Linked DNA regions of Capra hircus: region 2 is linked to region 1. The links are chromatin contacts, called in public Hi-C maps. All regions are on one chromosome and are shown on one strand. Each heading gives the region's core, a stretch centred on a gene start, on an enhancer-like site or on the middle of the called end of the contact. The rest is flanking DNA. Distances are from core to core; before and after follow the strand shown. Region 1 overlaps GPT2 (alanine aminotransferase 2). Region 2 has its middle 37 kb from the start of GPT2.

The links. Hi-C and Micro-C count contacts between places; a contact is called where the count stands out from the background.
Region 2: a Hi-C map of liver shows a contact between it and region 1, with 5 times the contacts expected there. The contact joins two enhancer-like sites. A contact is called at or near these places in 2 of 5 Hi-C or Micro-C datasets (blood and liver).

What each region holds. Positions count from the first base shown.
Region 1 is chr18:21,958,181-21,964,213 of ARS1.2, reverse strand. It overlaps GPT2 (alanine aminotransferase 2), which reads left to right. Exons shown (of 12, transcript XM_018061975.1): 4 at 2,083-2,191. Among named protein-coding and RNA genes, the nearest start is that of GPT2, 11 kb to the left of the region's middle. Within about 2 kb of position 3,748, at least 4 of the 5 cell types and tissues checked have an H3K27ac peak or open chromatin away from gene starts, as enhancers often do.
Region 2 is chr18:22,006,704-22,012,736 of ARS1.2, reverse strand. No RefSeq gene overlaps it. Among named protein-coding and RNA genes, the nearest start is that of GPT2, 37 kb to the right of the region's middle. Within about 2 kb of position 3,301, at least 1 of the 5 cell types and tissues checked has an H3K27ac peak or open chromatin away from gene starts, as enhancers often do.

The sequences.
Region 1 (6,033 bases), core at 2,499-4,998:
CATCTGCTAGATAGAGGCTGGAGACCAGCTGTGGGGAAGGCGTTTTCCTAGAGAAGAAATGGGGCCAATTCTGGAGCAAAATTTGGTCTTTGTGTGGTTAAGGTTCGTGGGCTGAGGCAGGCAGGAAAGCCGAGTGCTGGACACCCCTGGTCTTCCTTTCCTGCCGGTATTTCCTGCTGCAGGGGCTGGCACACAGGAGAGGCAAACTTTGCCCTGCTCTCTGGATGGCAGGTGTTGGGAGCCCCAGGGCCTCAGCCTGCAGCCCCTCAGGGAATTCACACAGGGTGTAGGGGAGAAGAAATGAGGCTGGCGATGACCTCAGGAACGTCCACTGAATGGACTCCCTTGGCATTGCTGCTGACTCAGGAGTGTGCCAGCTGCCTGTGAGTGTCAGAGGCCTCAAGCTGGGCCCATGATGAGGAAGTGGATCAGACCAGACAGAGTGGCTCTGCCCGGGAAGTGGAGGTGGGAGGAGATTAAAGCATCTTGCTTGTCCTGAAAGCTTGTCCTGGAAGCACATAGCTTAGGAGAGGAGAGGTCCAAAGTGGCCTCGCTCTGCAGAAGTTCCCCACACGTGCCTGGGGCTCTGGGTGTGAACAGGCTCCTGTTGCCTCAGCCTTTTCTGACTGGCTGGCACACTCCCAGATCCAGCTCTGCTGCTGGCCACAGCAGACCCAGCCTCTGCCACCTGGTGCTGGCTTCCTCCAGCCTTCATAAGCGCCCCAGAGCAGGAGGGCAAGCCAGGTCACCGCCCATCGCACAAATTCATTTGAGGCAAAGCCAGGCTCCAAGAAGCCTGAGCCTGCCTGAAGCCCCCAGCTGGTGTCAGAGCCTGAGCCTGCCTGAAGCCCCCAGCTGGTGTCAGAGCCTGAGCCTGCCTGAAGCCCCCAGCTGGTGTCAGAGCCTGAGCCTGCCTGAAGCCCCCAGCTGGTGTCAGAGCCTGAGCCTGCCTGAAGCCCCCAGCTGGTGTCAGAGCCTGAGCCTGCCTGAAGCCCCCAGCTGGTGTCAGAGCCTGAGCCTGCCTGAAGCCCCCAGCTGGTGTCAGAGCCTGAGCCTGCCTGAAGCCCCCAGCTGGTGTCAGAGCCTGAGCCTGCCTGAAGCCCCCAGCTGGTGTCAGAGCCTGAGCCTGCCTGAAGCCCCCAGCTGGTGTCAGAGCCTGAGCCTGCCTGAAGCCCCCAGCTGGTGTCAGAGCCTGAGCCTGCCTGAAGCCCCCAGCTGGTGTCAGAGCCTGAGCCTGCCTGAAGCCCCCAGCTGGTGTCAGAGCCTGAGCCTGCCTGAAGCCCCCAGCTGGTGTCAGAGCCTGAGCCTGCCTGAAGCCCCCAGCTGGTGTCAGAGCCTGAGCCTGCCTGAAGCCCCCAGCTGGTGTCAGAGCCTGAGCCTGCCCTGAAGCCCCCAGCTGGTGTCAGAGCCTGAGCCTGCCTGAAGCCCCCAGCTGGTGTCAGAGCCTGAGCCCCATCTCATCTCGTTGCTCCTGGCACCACTCCTAAGCTTCCAGCTTAGACTTGCCTGCTGAGCGGGGGTTTACTGACACTTTTGCAAACACTTTCTTGCATAATCCTCTTAATTTGTGAGGTTAGGGTGATTTTCCCTGTTACAGAGGTGAAAAAGCTGCCTCGGTTTTCACTTCTGGCCAGGAAAGGGGGTGATGGTGAGGAGGGGTGGGGGCGGGGCATGGGGCGGCGCTCAGGCTGTAAGGAGGGGGTCTCTGCAGTCCTGTCAGCTGGGGTGCACCTGCCTGCTTGGTCCCAGCTCCTTGTTCTGGAACCCCTGGTTCTGTGGCCTTGGCTATGTGAGCCGCTGGCCTTTATGGAGGAGCTGGGCCGAGTAGCAGCCTCTTGTTCCCTGGCTCCTCTGGTGGCCCACCCTTGGCCCAAGCCCAGGTCATCAGGGACCCTGCCTCTCACCATCTCCTTTCCACTGCAGAGCATCCACTGTCCTCCTCCCCACCCGTCCCCAGACCCTCCCCACAGGCGGGGGCCCTCGTGGGGAGTCCTGCGGTGACGCTGTCCCTCAGAGGCATCCTTTGTGCCCCTCTGGGGTGGGAGGTTGCCAAGAGCCCAGCCAATGCCTCTGTTCCCCCAGGTGATGGCACTGTGCACCTACCCGAACCTGTTGGACAGCCCCAGCTTCCCAGAAGATGCTAAGAAACGAGCCCGGCGCATCCTACAGGCTTGCGGTGGGAACAGCCTGGGTGAGGCCCCGACTTGCCAGGTCCCGGCGGGCGTGAAAAGAACGTGTGTTCTCAGCATGGGCCTGGCCCCAGCCCCTCATGGAGGGTTATGCGTTGAGCGAGTGTGTGAATGTGTGTGGGGTGGCCGACAGGCCAAGTCAAGGAAAAATACTCTCCTTGTCCGTGCTCTGAGAGCCTCCTGTTTGCTGAGCTGATGGGGTCCGTGCTGTCTCTTGCGGACTGGGGGCACTTCGGGCACGAGAGTCTGCATTTGGCAGGATTTGGGGTTTCCGGGGGGAGCCGGCTGTGACGCTGAGCCCACCACACCCTCAGGGCAGAAGGTTGAGCTTGAGCCGGGAGGCCAGAAGGAGGTGCATTGCCCCGCTGGTCTGGCTTCTCACTGTGCTGTGGCCCCCTTTGGTGGCTTCCTCGCTGTGGAGGTGCCTCCCCTTACCCACCACGTGTATGTGTTGTGTTCCTGACACCGGCCTGTGCCCCTTTGTGCCCGGAGCTCACGCCCGGCCCCAGGGGGCTCTGAGCGGGGAGGCGCTGTGGATGTGAAGGCGTCTTCTCTCCCTTGCCTGCTGAGGTGGATCTCCAGCCTCTGGGCCGCTGGCTCTTTGATCTCATCTCATGTTCTCTTTCCTGTTCATTTTTGCCTCATTCCTTTGCCCAATGGAGTACATAGGGAATCTGGCTCCCCTTGTCCTGAGGAGAAGTAGCTCTCCATAGGGCTTTTTAGGGAGCTTGCCTGAATGTTCCAAACATGGGACAGGGATTCTGTGGCTCGTTCAGCAGGGTATCAGCTGCCCTCGGCCTCTCGGTCACCTCCCTGCCTTTCCCCTCCCCTTTCTGCTCTGTCCCTTTATGGGCGTCACTAGGCTTAGCCTTCCTGGCTGTGATCACCCCACCAGCCCTCCATCCAAGCCTGTGTCCTTCGTGTGTCCCTCTCAGGAAGGGGCCAGCCGCCCTTTGCCTCCCTGCCAGTCAGCCTGGGTGGGGTGTGGGCCAGCACCTTGTGAGGCAAGGCCTAAACCACAAGCTGGCAGAGGGCAGCGCCACAGCTCAGAGACCTGGTCTCCAGGCTCTTTCCCTCTGTATCCTCTGCCGGGCCCAGAGGACAAAGGCGCTTCTCAGAGATCCGTGGCCTTCAGCCTGAGCCTGCAGGAAGCGCAACCCAGAGGTGGGGGGAGGGGGTTGCTGTCTGCGTGAATGTCTGGGGAACTGGGAAGGGATCTTGTTCCAGGGACAAGCCTCGTCAACAAGTTTTTTCTGTGTCAGCTAGGCAGGGCTGGGGGAATAATGTTGGGAGGCCATGTCTGTGTGAGTCAGGACTGTCTGTGTTCTGTGTGAGGAGCTCAGCAGGGTGGGTGAGGGAGGCACTCTCTGAGCCTCTTTCCTCATCCTTGAACTAGGAGATACTTTGTACCCACCTCCTGGGCTTGCAGGCAAGTTGCTGTTTGTGCTGCTCGTCACGTGTGGAGAAGCCCCACCCTGGAGGTCACTACCTGTTTCTGCCCATTGTGGGAGGAAGGGCAGTGTTCTGGCAGAGAGTAGAACAATGGGGGTGGCCCTGTGTCAACTAAGGCTTGGGCAACCTGAGCACTGCCCACAAAAATTAAGGAAGTGGAAGATATGCCCAGGGCCACCCTGACCCAAGGAAGGATTATCAAGTGTACACAAGGGCTCACCTGGACGTGTTTTTATCATGCCCCTTAAAATTATTTTAAATTGGGGCTTCATTTATTTTTTGTTTGCGTAATCCAGTTCTCAGGTTGCATCCTGAATCTTAGGTGGGGTTGAGGTGAAACCTAGACACATCTGGGGGTGGCGGGAGATGGGAGAGAACGCCCTCCTCCAGCCCCTCTTGGAGCCTGGGCTGTGGACCAGGCACTGCTCTAGGCCCTGAGGGACACTGGGGAAGGCAGGTGGAGTTCTGTGCTCATGAAGCTCACTGTCATATTTGGGAGAAACAAACATGAAAAAGAATTAAGACAAAAACATAATTCCCAGTTTTCATGAGTTCCTGGTGGACGAGCAGAGAGTTGTGGGGTTTGAACAAGGGGTTCTAGTGGAGAGGGAGGGTTGAAGGAGAAAGTGTTTCAAGTTCATGTAGAGGATGAGTAAGAGAATCTGCTAATGAATCCCAGACAGAGAAAATGGTGTTTGCAAAGGCCCTGAGGCTTAAGAGCTGAGTGTGACTGAGTGAAAGGGTTTGGATGCAATGACGCTGGGTGATTTGGCAGGTGTCGCCGGTCTGTGGACTGTGGGAGGCAGGTTGCCATCGGGTTCAGGCAGTGTCCTACACAGGAGTGTGGTGGGGTGGGCCTAGCTGAGGGTAGGTGCTGCAGAGACGCACAGAAGAAATAGGTGATGGATGGTTCCTGCCCGCAAGTCAACATGGGGAGGCAAGGATTCATCTGTGCAAGGTAACTGGAGAAATCAGAAAGGCTGGGGTGAGGCCATTTCTCAGACTTCTTGAGAGAGTCTAGATCTGAGCTCTGAAGAATCAGGGTACTTCAGAACAAAACAGAAGATGGAAAGCCTGTGGCTGGCAGGAACAGAGAGCTTGCTAGTGGCGAAAGGCCTGGGAATGCAGGGAAGCCGATGAACTAGAGGCAGGAAGAAGAGGAGGCTTAGCTGGTGTGGACGTGGCCAGGCCCCATGGAGTGGAGCAGAGGGCAGTGAAAGAAGGCAGAGGGAAATAGCGCAGGAAGCTTTCTGGGCATGGGAGCCCAAGATATATCAAGACATCCAGTGGAAGGAGGATTCTCTAACAGTGGCGTCTGCAGATGCCCTCGAGTACCCCCAAAGAATGTGGCAGGACTCTACTCTCCACCCAGATTTGGTGCGTGTTAATGTTTGCCACCTGAACTTTTAGGGAAGTGGTGCCGCTTTCCCCGCCCTGGTTTACAGTTAGTCCAAGGGGATGGGCCAGCCCAGTGCTACACAGACCCTTAAACCGGGCGCCTCCTGGTGGTGGTGTTGCAGTCCTTAGGAGGAAATTGGCTGGTTTTCTTTAAACGCGGTATAAAACTCAAATGGGATAAAAGAATATGGAGTGAAAGATCTGCCTCCCACTTCGGACCCCAAGCCTCCTGGTTCATGTCCCCAGAGAATTCGCTTCGCCAGTTTGAATCTCCTGGAGAGATTTTGTGCATGTTCAGGTACCTATTTTCAGTTTCTTTTCAAGAACGTACGTAGTGGCCTGACATCCTGAAAACATTTGTATGCCTACGGTAAATGCCCAGGTACTAGTGTACAGCACCTGTGTGTGCACACCTGTGTAACCCGTGCCCAGATCATGACAACGAACGCTCTCAGCGCCACAAAAGGCCCCTGTGTGCCCCTTTGCCGAATATACTCCCAAGCCCAAAGTGGTCACTGCTGTTTTTGAACTTCACTTTTAACTGGTGGTTTGGATTTGGCTCCTAACTGGCAGCCTGAGCATGCTGTTGCCATAGGGTGAGGGTAGGTGCGTCATGCCCAGCAGCCCCAAAGAACGCTGTGGTTAGTGCCTGTCAGGGCTCTGGATTCCTGGGATGGCAGGTGGTGCCATCTTGGGGTGACCCTTCTCCCAAGCTCTTTGGAACCATGCGTAGGCAACAGTGATAAAAGCATAGGAGTCCCAGCTGTAATGGTCCGTGCTGTCGCGGAAGGCATGTAAAGCCCAGCAGGGTGGGTAGAGCAGCTATGAGCCCCATTGAACTGGTTAGAAGTCAGGGCCTGGAATAATGCTTGAGGTATAAGTAGGTTCTCAGTAAATACTGGATGGATGAGTGAGTGGGTGGGTAGATGAACAGACGGGCAGATGGGTGGGTGAGTGGGTGGGCAGGTGAGTGGATATGTGGATGAATGGATGG
Region 2 (6,033 bases), core at 2,052-4,551, 49 kb before region 1:
GAACAATAAGGAATCCATAGTACCTTTTATGGTCTAACTTCAGAAGCTACACTCTATCATTTCTGCAGTTTCCTATTGGTTATACAGGTCAGCTTTATCCAAGGTGGCAAGACACTAAATGAGGGCATGTATCCCAGGAATATGAGAGCCGTCCTGGGTGCTGGCAACCACAGGTATCCAGGAAGTAATAACTAATTCTGCCAGGGCATTCTGGGGTGGGCTTCAAAAAGAAATGATAGAGAGGTAGGCTTTTTGGGTCTCACAGATACTGAGAAAAATGAGAAGGATCAGTAAACGTTATCTGGTTTGTCCCTGACTTAAAGACAGAAAGTAAGAAAGAACCAGGACAGATGCCAGAGAAGTCCATTTTCCACTGGCTTTTGATGCTATTTCTAACTTTGTTCAAGATCTTTCACGTGTGCTGCTAAAATACCTGTAGTTGCTCTAGTCTCACAATATGCAATTAGACCAGTCAGAAGCTTCTTTAATAATAGGTATTAAGTACTTGATGAACCAAAATGACTATTCAAAGCCACTTTTTGTTCACTCCTGTAATTAGGACATACGCTTCCTCAGGGAGATTGGGAGAATTTACATGTAACAGCGTCTTCTCTCCCCAACTCCCGTCATCATTTTAACATTCAGAACACAAAATCTCTACTGGGAAGTCAAAGGTTTTGTAATTTTGGTGGGAGAGGAGAAGAAGAACAGTGGGGAGCTCAGCAGATCTTTAAAATATAAAGTTTCTTATTCCTCTTGGAAAACAAAAAATAACTCCTGAGTTATAAATTATAGGTCTTTGTTCTTTCTTGGTTTTTCCCCCTGAAGCTTTGGCATCATCACAACACTGCAAAGGTAGTCATTTCATATTTATTCTTTTAATTTTGCTATAAACTTCGCATACTTCCACAAAGAAATAGTCTACAAACAATAATAGTAACAAAAATAAATACAGAGAAGTATCCATATTAAAGAAAAAGAGAGTGAGAAGACTCTCTCATCTTGTCCTGAAAGAGAGCTTTTCTTTTCTTCCTATAAGGCCAGTAACACACTGAATCAGGGAGCATTCGCTTCAGGAAAGTCACAGGCTCAAAGCAACTTAAGAGGCCAGCCCTGTTTGATAGCTGAGTACTTCAGGAAAGTTCAAGACAGGTACCAGACTTTGCTGAGCACTGAACTCAGCCCACTGGCTGGCCCTGGACACAGAGGGCCCTCCAGAGGTGGCCCTTGCCTTGCTTTGCCTCCTTTTCCTTTTTCTCTGATAGTATTAAATACTATTTGGGAACACCTACTCTGTGCCTATGCTTTATATTAGTTGTCCTTCTTCCTTCTCAAAACCCGAGTCACATTTTACAGTTAAAGAAAGTAAAGCTCAGAGAGCATATTAACCAGGAAGATTTCTTTTGCTGAAAAAGAAAACCCAAACTCAAATTGGCTTATGCAGAAAGACTGTTGACAGGTTCACATAACCAAAAGAGCCAAGCATGTGACTGGGCTTCAGATGTAGCTGCATCTAGGTACTCAAGTGAGCCACCAAGACAACATTTCTCTCTGGGCCTATTGTATCTTTTCTTTTAATATTTACTTATTTCATCTACGTGGCTTCACTGGGCTTTAGTTGCAGGGCGTGGGATCTTCTTTGTGACGTTTGGGCTTTGGTTGCAGCATGCAGACTCAGTCTAAATTCCCTAACCAGGGGTCGAACCCACATCCTTTGCATTGGAAGGCAGATTCTTAACCAGTGGACCACCAGGGAGGTCCCTCAGCCTTTTGTTTCTCTACTACTCCATGCAGGCAAGTTCTTCTTTCCTGGTGTTGGGGAGGTAGCTGAGACAACAGAAATACTGCATTTGATTAAGTGTGGCAGCTGAGGGAGTACTCCATTTGGACCTCCCTTGTAAAAGAACTTGCCATTCAGCCACAAGCAGCACCTTTAGCCAAGAGCCTCCAGCGATACCATCTTCAGGATCTGTGCCTTTCCTGGTCTGCTACCAATCAATTCCTGGGCATGCAAGGGGTATGAGGGCCTGGTCACTTCTGCCCACTGCATAACTCCTCTAAAGGACAACCTTTGTTTTAGAGTTTCCGTGGGATTGGCTGAGAATGTCAGCTCAGATTGTGGTGAGGCCCCCCTGTATCAGACATTACCCTCTCCGCTAAATAAACCTCTGGTACTCCAAATCCATCTCAGTGTCTTTCTCCTTCAGGAGTTAACTGAACCATCGTGTCTCACTGGTTTAATCCCTGGTAGAAACAGATGCTCTTGCTTCACACAGATCCCTTTGGATGCCTTTGTAGTGATTTTCAGCGTGTTCTTCTAACACTCAGAACCTTCAGCTGAGCCCAGGTAGTGCTCTCAGAGCCCCGGAGTTAGCGCTTCACCCTAACTGAATGTTTAGAAGGTCCAGGTCCTGTATAATGCCCTGCTTCCTCTCATCCCCATCCACCTGACCAATGAATGGCAAGTTAAGAGTCTCAATGCCAAGCCTCTTTGCCTCCAGGTAGACCTTCTGAGAAACAACCTACCTCTCAAAGTTCCTCTGAGGGGTCAGGCTAACACTGCCTTTCCACAGAATTCTGCCTGAGATAATATCTTGCTGATCTTTCCTTCTCTGCCCTGCTTCTGCGCCCCTACCCCTTCCCATCCGTCCAAGGATTCCTTATTACACTGCTTTCATGTGAATCCTCCTCTAAGGGTGTGCTTCCCAACCAAGAACCACAGCTGAGGCCACAGCAACTGTCAAGTGGCTGTCTCCTGTGGAACAGTCCTTCTGGGTCCTCTTCTGCTTTTTGCTCCATCTGGCCTATGAGTGCTAGCTGCTTCCGACTGTCACTAACTCTACAGTGCTTTCCTGGTCTTGACTGTTTCCCTGAGTCCCTTCCCATCCTTTCTGAGTAGCCCTTTCATTAAACTCTCCCCAGCCACCCCTTTGAAGCATGCTACCTGTTTCCTACAAGACTCCTGAATCATAAATGTGTCCATTCCAGGATTTCTTTATAAAAAAGATTATGTAGCATCTACAAAATTCATAGTAACCTAGAGGTTTGAAATGAGACACAAATTTTATATTGTGGAATGATTGCCCTTTTATTCCATCCAATCAGTTAGATTCTGCATCTACAATAAGATAGATTAGAGATAATATCAAAAGCCTGATATTAAGTTTCTTCCTGATGATAGGGGTAATGACCTCCTAAACTTCAATTTGGCTCCCCAAATGCCCTTCAGCTGGAAACAGCAAGTAAACAACTTGCAAAAGGTGACATCTGGCACTAGATGGCAGTCATACCCACTGGTGCTGCTGCTCACAGAAGCCTGCAGGTTCGAGTCACACAGTCCAGCAAAAGCCAGTTCACCTGCCAGCTCTCCACTCGTAAATCAGGGTTATTCCACTTTCCTCCAACATAGAAGCAGCTTGTGGTTTTTCAGAACCTTGGGCCTGAGAAGGCTCCTATTTGTATCTCCTTCTATCGGCCCTCCCTCAATACATCTATTGCTAGACGCTTGTCTTGCTGTATCTCCGTATTTGCTGAACCCACAGTAGTCAAGGCGAGAGCGGAGAAGCTGGAAGAAAGCTCAAGGAGCCGTAGGAACTGCAAACATGTTTATTTTCTCCTGACTAGCACAGCAGCTGTAGCAGCAGACATGCTGTATTCTCTCACAGCTGACCCAGCAGACGCAGCCATAATGCAGTCACAAGGGCTTTTCAGGGGGAGCCTATATAGGCAAACAGAACAAAAGCAGCCTGTGGCCAAGTGAGTACATTGTGACACACATATGCAGTGCTATATGTGATCTCAACTGTTACATAACCACGTATTTACAAAACATGGGGCAAGAGGCTGTGGGGTGAGAAAGCCTCAGCTATCTTGGCTAATTTGCTGTTTGCTTACAACACTCAAGGGCTTCCCTTGTGGCTCAGCTGGTAAAGAATCCACCTGCAGTGCAGGAGACCTGGGTTTGATCCTTGGGTTGGGAAGATCCCCTGGAGCACGGAAAGGCTACCCACTCTAGTATTCTGGCCTGGAGAATTCCATGGACTGTATAGTTCATGTCGACGTTCACTCTTGCCATCTCCTGTTTGTCCACTTCCAATTTGCCTTTATTCATGGACCTAACATTTCAGGTTCCTATGCAATATTGCTCTTTACAGTATCGGACCTTGATCTATCACCAGTCACATCCACAGCTGGGTGTTGTTTTTGCTTTGGCTCCATCCCTTCATTCTTTCTGGAATTATTTCTTCACTGATCTCCAGTAGCATATTGGGCACCTACTGGGGAGTTCCTCTTTCAGTGTCCTATCTTTTTGCCTTTTCATACTGTTCATGGGGTTCTCAAGGCAAGAATACTGAAGTGGTTTGCCATTCCCTTCTCCAGTGGACCACATTCTGTCAGACCTCTCCACCATGACCCATCCGTCTTGGGTGGCCGCACACGGCATGGCTTAGTTTCATTCAGTTAGACAGGCTGTGGTCCGTGTGATCAGATTGGCCAGTTGTCTGTGATTGTGGCTTCAGTCTGTCTGCCCTCTGATGCCCTCTCTCAGTGCCTACCGTCTTACTTGGGTTTCTCTTACCTTGGATGTGGGGTTTCTGACAGATGGCAAGAGTGAACGTCAACATTTTAGGAATCAGTGAACTGGATGGACTGGAATGGGGGAATTTAACTCAGATGACCATTATATCTACTACTGCGGGCAGGAATCCCTTAGAAGAAATGGAGTAGCCCTCATAGTCAATGAAAGAGTCTGAAATGCAGTACTTGGATGCAATCTCAAAAATGACAGAATGATCTCTGCTCATTTCCAAGGCAAACCATTCAATATCATGGTAATCCACGTCTATGCCCCGACCAATAATGCTGAAGAAGCTGAAGTTGAAAGGTTCTATGAAGACCTACAAGACCTTTTAGAAATAACACCCAAAAAAGATGTCCTTTTCATTATAGGAGACTGGAATGCAAAAGTAGAAGTCAAGAAACACCTGGGGTAACAGGCAAAGTTGGCCTTGGAATACAGAATGAAGCAGGGCAAAGGCTAATAGACTTTTGCCAAGAGAACACGCTGGTCATAGCAAACACCCTCTTCCAACAACACAAGAGAAGACTCTACACATGGACATCACCAGATGGTCAACACTGAAATCAGATTGATTATATTCTTTGCAGCCAAAGATGGAGAAGCTCTATACAGTCAGCAAAAACAAGACCAGGAGCTGACTGTGGCTCAGATTATGAACTCCTTAATGCCAAATTCAGACTTAAATTGAAGAAAGTGGGGAACCACTAGACCATTCAGATATGACCTAAATCAAATCCCTTATGATTATACAGTGGAAGTGAGAAATAGATTTAAGGGCCTAGATCTGATAGACAGAGTGCCTGATGAACTATGGACAGAGGTTCATGACATTGTACAGGAGAGAGGGATCAAGATCATCCCCAAGAAAAAGAAATGCAAAATAGCAAAATGGCTGTCTGAGGAGGCCTTACAAATAGCTGTGAAAAGAAGGGAAGTGAAAAGCAAAGGAGAAAAGAAAAGATATAAGCATCTGAATGCAGAGCTCCAAAGAATAGCAAGGAGAGATAAGAAAGCCTTCCTCAGTGATCAATGCAAGGAAATAGAGGAAAATAATAGAATGGGAAAGACTAGAGATCACTTCAAGAAAATTAGAGATACCAAGGGAACATTTCATGCAAAGATGGGTTCAATAAAGGACAGAAATGGACCTAACAGACACAGAAGATATTAAGAAGAGGTGGCAAGAATACACAGAAGAACTGTACAGAAACAAATCTTCACAACCCAGATAATCACAATGGTGTGCTCACTCTTCAGACATCCTGGAATGTGAAGTCAAGTGGGCCTTAGGAAGCATCACTATGAACAAAGCTAGTGGAGGTGATGGAATTCCAGTTGAGCTATTTCAAACCCTAAAAGATGATGCTATGAAAGTGCTGCACTCAATATGCCATTAAATTTGGAAAACTCAGCAGTGGCCACAGGACTGGAAAAGGTCAGTTTTCATTCCA